Linked DNA regions of Anas platyrhynchos: region 2 is linked to region 1. Evidence: chromatin contacts called from public Hi-C data. All regions are on one chromosome and are shown on one strand. The core of a region is the stretch at or near the end of the contact, and the rest is flanking DNA. Distances in the headings are between cores, read along the strand shown. Region 1 has its middle 14 kb from the start of ANXA11. Region 2 holds the start of PPIF (peptidylprolyl isomerase F).

What was found. A called contact is a pair of places that touch in the nucleus more often than the background predicts.
Region 2: a Hi-C map of subcutaneous adipose tissue shows a contact between it and region 1, with 2.6 times the contacts expected there. The contact joins the promoter of PPIF here to the enhancer-like site in region 1. A contact is called at or near these places in 5 of 8 Hi-C or Micro-C datasets (F1 follicle, liver, skeletal muscle and 1 more).

What each region holds. Positions count from the first base shown.
Region 1 is chr6:15,674,099-15,677,882 of IASCAAS_PekinDuck_T2T, forward strand. No RefSeq gene overlaps it. Among named protein-coding and RNA genes, the nearest start is that of ANXA11, 14 kb to the left of the region's middle. Within about 2 kb of position 1,588, at least 3 of the 8 cell types and tissues checked have an H3K27ac peak or open chromatin away from gene starts, as enhancers often do. A contact at or near this core is called in subcutaneous adipose tissue, where this site is marked.
Region 2 is chr6:15,836,712-15,840,495 of IASCAAS_PekinDuck_T2T, forward strand. It overlaps PPIF (peptidylprolyl isomerase F), which reads right to left and starts at 1,887. Exons shown (of 6, transcript XM_027460206.3): 1 at 1,685-1,887; 2 at 1,369-1,399; 3 at 461-549. The coding sequence starts at 1,837.

The DNA of each region.
Region 1 (3,784 bases), core at 338-2,837:
CCAAGAACTAAGGAACAGTCATGTTTACTTGCATATATGGATGATGACTTACTAGCAGTATCATAATACAGGAGGACAAAATATGAGGTTACAGCCACATCTGTGTGACTGGAAGTTGCCGTTTCCATGGCGGTTAAGACTTAATTACTCATGAAGCAACTCATCAACCTCCACTTTTTTCAGTCTGACATATTTTTGTTGTTTTTGTTTTTAATAGAAAAGCCATTAATAACTGCATCAGTCCCCTCCCTTTCACTGGGACCTGCATTTACACTGAGATTCTAATCCCAATAAATTCTCTTCTGAGATCAGCTCAAAGCAGGCAGCCAGTTCCAAGGGAACTCAGAAGTGAAACAGAACCTGAAGATAATTGTTTATGGGGGCTAAAAATGGGATTTTGTCTTCTTCACTTTCAGATGTGTAAACCTCATCATTTTCTACTCCTTGTTAGCACTGCAAACAGCTTTGCAAGTTTTGGAACTCTGGTCATTTTGAATAAACATTCCAGCCTTTAAAATGTTTACAGACTAAACTGCAGAGCTAAATGTTTATGTTGCACTGAATAACTTCAGCATTGTATTTAACTGAAAGGCTCCTAAAGTAATATTGTTTCTATCAGTAGGTGAAGACACACACTACTGCAACAACCAGAATTTTAAACGAAGAGATTAGTACCAGTCTGTCCGTGAGTATTTAGTACATGTCTACACAGTAGGCTTTATAGTTTACAGGCTTCTAAAAGTTTAAGTGGTTTCTAACTCTGAATGTATTCCTAGGTCTTTTCAAAAGAAATCATTATAACAAGTAGCTTATATGAAAACTAGCACATTGCTTTCTGAGTTCCAAGTGTTATATTCCTCCCTTAATTTATTTTAATAAGAAATAAATCCTGGGCCTCTTATCTTAAAACACGTAACCTCAGATAATGCTAGAACCATCATCTGGAGCATCTGGATCTTACTTTTACACCTTTGCAAGAGTGAAGTTTTGCTTATTTTTAAGAATGCCTTATACTTTTTCTGACGTGCACGGTTACATATGGCTGGTTGCCTTCAGTGGAGATCTGGTCTTGTCCAGAAGAAGTAATTTCTGGAACAAAACATCTGTTCTTGACCAAATCTCTACTGTTTTATCTAAGGACCTACCCTGTACCTGCTCAGGTTAATTTCAATCATGTCTCTCTTTCCTTAGCAGTTACATTTTTCTCACTCTTTGTGGACAGAATCAATACCTAATAGTGTGTAAATCTGAAAGCATGTCATTCACTGCAAAATATTGCTTGGCTTGCAAAATGAAAACAACCTGGGGCACAATATTTCTTCTAAGAAGAGCACCACCACGAGGACAGTTCCGTGGTGGCACTGGCATGAAGGACACATTATTTGTTGCTCTGCTTCTCATGTTAAAACTTTCCACATTAAAGCAATACAATGCAGGCAAAGATATTTCTTAACTTCTGTGGTTAACTTGTATGTTTGCGTTTCACTGTGAGGTTCAGATGGATGTGTTTTCCACGAGGTCAGGAGAGTTTGCCCTGGATCAGCTCCTCCGGGATTCATACCATTACACATTTCCTGTTTTGCACATGACAACACAGTAAGCTTTTCAAAGACACAAGCTGTATGCATAAGCCTTCTGAGCTGATTTACTACTGTACTATTGCAACAGTCAGACAGTATAAAACTGGAGGAAAGCCCTCTTGACTGAAGCCTTTGTCATCTTTCTATTGAGTCATTCTGAGCCCACTGCTGAAATGAGATGAATTCAGAGTGACCACCTCAGGGTTTAAAGTGGATTTTCAACTCCCTAGATATAAAATGATTGGATTTTGCCTTTTGGACCTCAGGCTTCCTATAGCTATGTCTTTGGAAGAGGAGCTATGTCACAGTTGAAAGAGGAGGACTGGGTAATAGTCTGAAGTCTGTATTATGCTTGAAAACTTCCTGGTAACATCCCTGATCTAAGCCCTAGGGAGGCAGCAAACTTCTTTGTGAAGAGGGTCTGGTCTGCAGACGGGAGCCTCCATTCCCTTGAGAAGAGAGTCATCTACGAATACAACTCGCCATGATTTCTTCACGACACAAGTCTTGATGGTACACGTGCTATGAGTCCTTGGTTGATCTGACTTTAGAAGGAGGACTTGCACAGATGCATCTTCTTCTGTCTCTTCACATTCCTCGTCTGCTACTCCCAGAGCCTTGTACCTATTCAGGAAGCTGAGCAGGCAGACAGGGCTTGTGGCTCCGTGTAGTAAATTGCTTCCACTCCTCGGTGTCCCACAAGTTGCTGCCTTTACCCAGATGTAGACCAGATGCTGGGCCTGCCTCAGCAGTGGCCATGCCAGGTTTAGCATGTACATACCTGAGAAGACAGAGCATGGCTCCATTCATCTATCACCTGTTCAGACTTTCAGATGCTTCTTGGCCTCCCCACCTCTTTCCGAATCTTGGCCACCAGGCAGAACAGTTCATCCACCTGGGCACATCTCACAGATCTGTGCTTGCTCTCGCCCTCCATCTCAGGGAGCAGCACCAGGCACACCCCACAGACTGAGAGGCAGGCGGTAGCACGGACTGCCCAGAGCTATGGCACCATGTCTGCAGTTCATTGCCTCACACCTGACAGAATACTGCTCAATGCATTGCCGTGGGCAAGGGGGGCCACCAGGGCTGTAGCCCAGACGTGCTGGTGAGCAGAGCAGGCGGTCAGTGCAGGCCGCGTGCGGACTGAGCGACAGGTGTCCGCCATTTTGTGCCAACAGCACTCTCCCCAGGCTCCATGCGGCTTCCCGCTGTTTGAGCTGGCCATGCGCTCAGCTGAGGTGATCATCTGTGTCGGAGGAGCTCTACTAGCACTTGGCAAGTTTCATAACAACACGTCACCAAAGACTCAGTAGAGATGCACCATTTTTAATGCACCAGTTCCTGAACCAAATTTTAAAAACTGGCATCACTACTCCTCTTCCACAAACTGCTTCAACGGTGCTCAGTGTGGTAGGCTTCTCCTCACCCCACACAAAGCCTGGATCATTCAGATATCCTTTACCTCTTTACAGGGTACATTCCTGCAAGCAGGTACCTCATCCCACTATATCCCTGTTCAGAATCCCTTAGCTCACAGTGACTACACCACCACTACTACATAAATAACAACACTACCATCATTGACACTAGTCTTAAAATTATTAGACTCTCAGAAATTATGTAGGCAACACGTTGGGTATCACAAAACTGAGAATGCAAAATCCTACCTCTTCATAAGACAAAACCAAAACAAAAAAATATCACAATATTTTAGAGCAGGGGGTATACTTCAACAAGTTAATCCTAGGAAGAGTTGTCACAGTAGCAGTTAAAATCAAAAGGAAAATTGGCCAGAGTTCATACCCTATTTATTAAGGGGAAAAACAAAAACAAAACAAAACAAAAGCTAATCTAGCTCAACGGAAAAAAAATCTGTTTTACCATTGTTTCACTTGAAATTATTCTGATAGCCTATTTAGCATTACCTCAAGCCAGATTTTATAGAGAGCTGTTAAAAAAAAGCAGTATCACAGCAAGGAAGAAATTACTTAATTTCTCTGGTTAGCTATGCATTTTCCTTTGTTTCATGAATCCTGTAGATCAATTTTCCGGAAGTTCATTTATTTAGACCTTGAATGTGCCCAGTGATTTACCATAAATTTGTTTCTCTGCTGTATCGCAATAAAGTTGTGTTTTTGAAGGAATTAACATCTTCAAAAGTCTTCTCCAAGGATCTTTTTAAAGATGGGCAACACCAAAAG
Region 2 (3,784 bases), core at 637-3,136, 160 kb after region 1:
GCTCCTTCCTCCCCTCCAAATCAGAAGGGCGTTGAGGATAAAAAAAAAAGTTGTTTTTTCCCCAATGAAACACATTATTTACTGTGAACAAATTATGCTACTAAGAATGGACACACTGTTTTCTTAGCTTACTCAGCATATAAGGTCTCTTCTAATTCTACTCACAAGTGTGTGCTATTCATCAAATATACCCCACTCCAGTATGCTGTGATAAAAGCTTTGCTTTAAGCCATTTTTTAAGACAGCCTATACAGAATTCACATTTATGAGTACCAAAGATAGGCTGAGCAACAGCCAGAGCCAAAAGAGCAAGAAGACATGCCCCACTGTCACTTGTTCATTCTGCAGCTGGCAAAGGCAGCCACTTGAAATGTTACCACTAGTCTAAAGGGTTCTAAAAATACTTGAATAACATACAGATAATTTTAACAGTGAAAGCAAAAACAAAGAACAACATTACCTGGCACATAAACGAAGGAATCACTCTGTGAAAAGTGGATCCTTTATAACCAAATCCTTTTTCACCAGTACAGAGAGCTCTAAAGTTTTCTGCGGAAACAAAGCATAGGACGGTATGTTCCCATACACGACACGTAATGAAGTCAAACACAATTAACGTCACTAGGTCCCAAGATTATATACTTCAAGAAGTCTATTATATCTTTAAGGTATTATCAGTTGGTTGTTTTCATCCTCAAAGAAACACTGCTACAAAACCACAGAAATAAAGCAAACCAGGGTACAAACAGAATCCTCCCTCGCACTGCCCTTGGATTTTGCTGTTACACCTTTACACCCCTGAGTCCCATCACTCCGGAGTCAAAGATCACATTTTCTGCATGTTGTGCCTTTGTTCTCGAGTTTAACTGTGGAGATGATGCTTCTCCTTACTTTGTTCATCTAATGAGAACTGAAAGAAAGCTACAAGTTTTTCAGAACCACTAAATAAGCAATAAGGAAAGAAGCATATGGAAAAGTACGAGAACTTTATAACCTGGGTGCACTAGTTAACTAGTGACAAGGAAAATAAAACCCTGTATGCTGTCATAATACCCTACCAGAGGAACCCTTTGTGGGTTTCCCTTTCCAGTTTGTTTTGTGGTTTGGTTTTAATAAAAGGCAACTCATTTTCAAGCATAGTTATTCACCACTGGTAACCCAACATCAGCCTGTACACAAGTTCATAGAAGTTACAAAATAAAACTATTTGAAACAACAAACTAAAGCCCTAGCACCGCTCTGACGAAGTTCAGAACATATTTCTTGATTTCACAAATGGGGAAGGAAGATGGAAATAGTTTCCCTAAGTTATGGGAATGTTCTTCTTCCTGCCATTTTAAGTATGAAATTCTCAAGGTGATGCCCTACCTGCTGTCTTTGGGACCACATCAGCTTTCAGCTGTTGAAGAAATAGAAAAGGAAGAATTAGTCAGGTTTTCCACACATACATGCACTGAACAACTCGCGTGCGGTGAGTTGGTGCAATTGAACAGCCGCAGGGGCCGAGCCGTGCCCAGCACGGAGCCACGCGGCACCACACCGGGAGGCCAAGGAGAAAGGGGCACGGACACCGCCCCGCAGCCCTGCACCGACCCCCGGCAGCCCCCACCGCTGCCCTCCCGCCTGCCCTTGGCGGCGCGGCCCTGCCGGACACTCCGTCCCGTCCCGCCCCGTCCCCCCGCACCTCCAGCACCACGCGGCCCAGCGGCTGCTCGTCGGCGCCCACGTCCAGGTAGACCAGCGGGTTCCGCGGGGCGCCGGGCCCCGAGCCGCAGCCGCGGGCGAGCCCGGGCCGGGTGCGGGGCAGGAGGCGGCGGGCGGCGCTCAGCGCCTGCATGGGCCCGGGGCGCGCAGACACGGCGGGGCCGCGCGGCGCCGCCTTTTATCGCCCTCACGGGGCGGGCGCTGCCGGCATCCCGCCCGCCGCACACAGAGCCGCCTGGCGGCACCAGCACCGCGCCGCAACCGGGGCGGCCAGCCTCCAGCCTCCGGCCCCCGCCAGTCCCGGTCCCCAGCCCTGCCCCGAGCACAGAGGTCAGGGCAGGATCCCAAGAGCTTGGAGATGGCGATTCAACAGCTTCCAGCTCATTGAACCTCTCTTAACCCTGAGCATCAGTATCAGCTCTCTTGGCAATGATTTGGAAGCTGCCCTTCCCAAACCTGCTCCCCATTGCATCAAGAATCTGCTCCAAAGATTGCTCCATCAGCTTTATGTAACGCGCCCTACTTCTTGTGCTGGAGGAAGCGAGTTGAGTCTTACCCACCTGTGTCGTGCTCAGCATGATTTTTAGACCTGCATCTTTGCACCTCCCGGTCATGTCTTTTCCAAACCAAAGTTGCAGCCAACTTGATCACTACTTATAAGAAAGCTGTTCCGTGCCTCTAATGCCTCACCTTTAATGCCCTTCTCCAAGGTGTTTCCAGTTTTATGATATCCTTTTAGAGATGAGGGAATCTTTGCACAGTATCCAAAAGAGGGGTAAACAATGAATTTGTACATATAGCACCATAACAGTGTTTTCAGTTCTGTTTTCTATTCCTTTACTAATAGCTCCTTCTACAGGTTCGCTTTCTGGCTGGCCTGGAACATTTTTATGGACCTTTTTACCATAACTCTCAAATCTTGCTAAGTTGAAACAGTGAACAGTGAACTTCTATGGAAAGTTAGGACTGTTTTTGCATTACTTCATTTGCATTGATTTCTATCTGATACTTCATTGCCCAGTTGCTTAATTTCATTAAATCCTTCTTAAATTCTTCACAGTTGGCTCTTGTTCAAACTATCCTAAATAAAGTATTATCATCTATGAAGCAGGTGCCTATGAGAATCACCTGATTTGGTTATGAGAAATTCCAGTTGGTATTTATAGCCAGCACAGCATATAACATTAGAAAACAGCAAACTTCTCTGAAGTGATAGGTAGGACAAGGGAGATTATTAGCAATTTTTCTAAATCTCTCAATGTGTCCATTAGCACGCACTTTAGGAGAGAATCCAGAGAACAACAGAAGCACTAAAAGCTTTAGAAAACATATTAGATATCTGAAACATATACTAGATTAAAGGAAAACACCTATCCTTGAGATTCACAAGTGGAAAACAGGGACAGACAAAAGCTTGAAATGTTTATTTGTCTTCTTAGATTTAAGTACTGGGACTTAGGGGAGGGTTTGTGTTTTTTTTTTGTTTTGACTACAACCCCAAAAATACTCTACACCAACAGGTAGACTCTGTGGGCTTAAAGGTCCTTGACAGACGAAAAAGTACACAAAAAGAAAAAACACATCGTTCTAACAGCAAGCCATCCTATCCTACCATGTATCTTCTATTCAACAGTTGTGCATCACCCCCATAAAATGAGTTCCAGAACTGGAGTAAAATAGCTGCACATTTACAATGGACAGTGGAAATTTCAGCATTTGTTGTCCAATTCATAACAGAAGGCTGAAGTAAACATAACTGATGAAATGGTGAGACTTTGGATTCAGAAGTTACAAAATTAGAGAAATTACAAAAGGATCAGGCTGACCAAGCAAAACAGATGCATTACCATACCACTCTGACCACGAAAACACACACACTAAAGAAAGAAGCTGTTAAGACTCTTACTACACATGAAACTGAAAATCATCTGTTTATTTTGTATAGTGATTACCAGCTACAATTATTATTATTATTACTATTTAATAGTAGCTAAGTCAGTATGTATGTTTCAGTTGCCTTTTATGCTCTCAGCTGCTAGTCCATTTTGGGAAATAATTTAATCGAGTCATCAATCTGTTT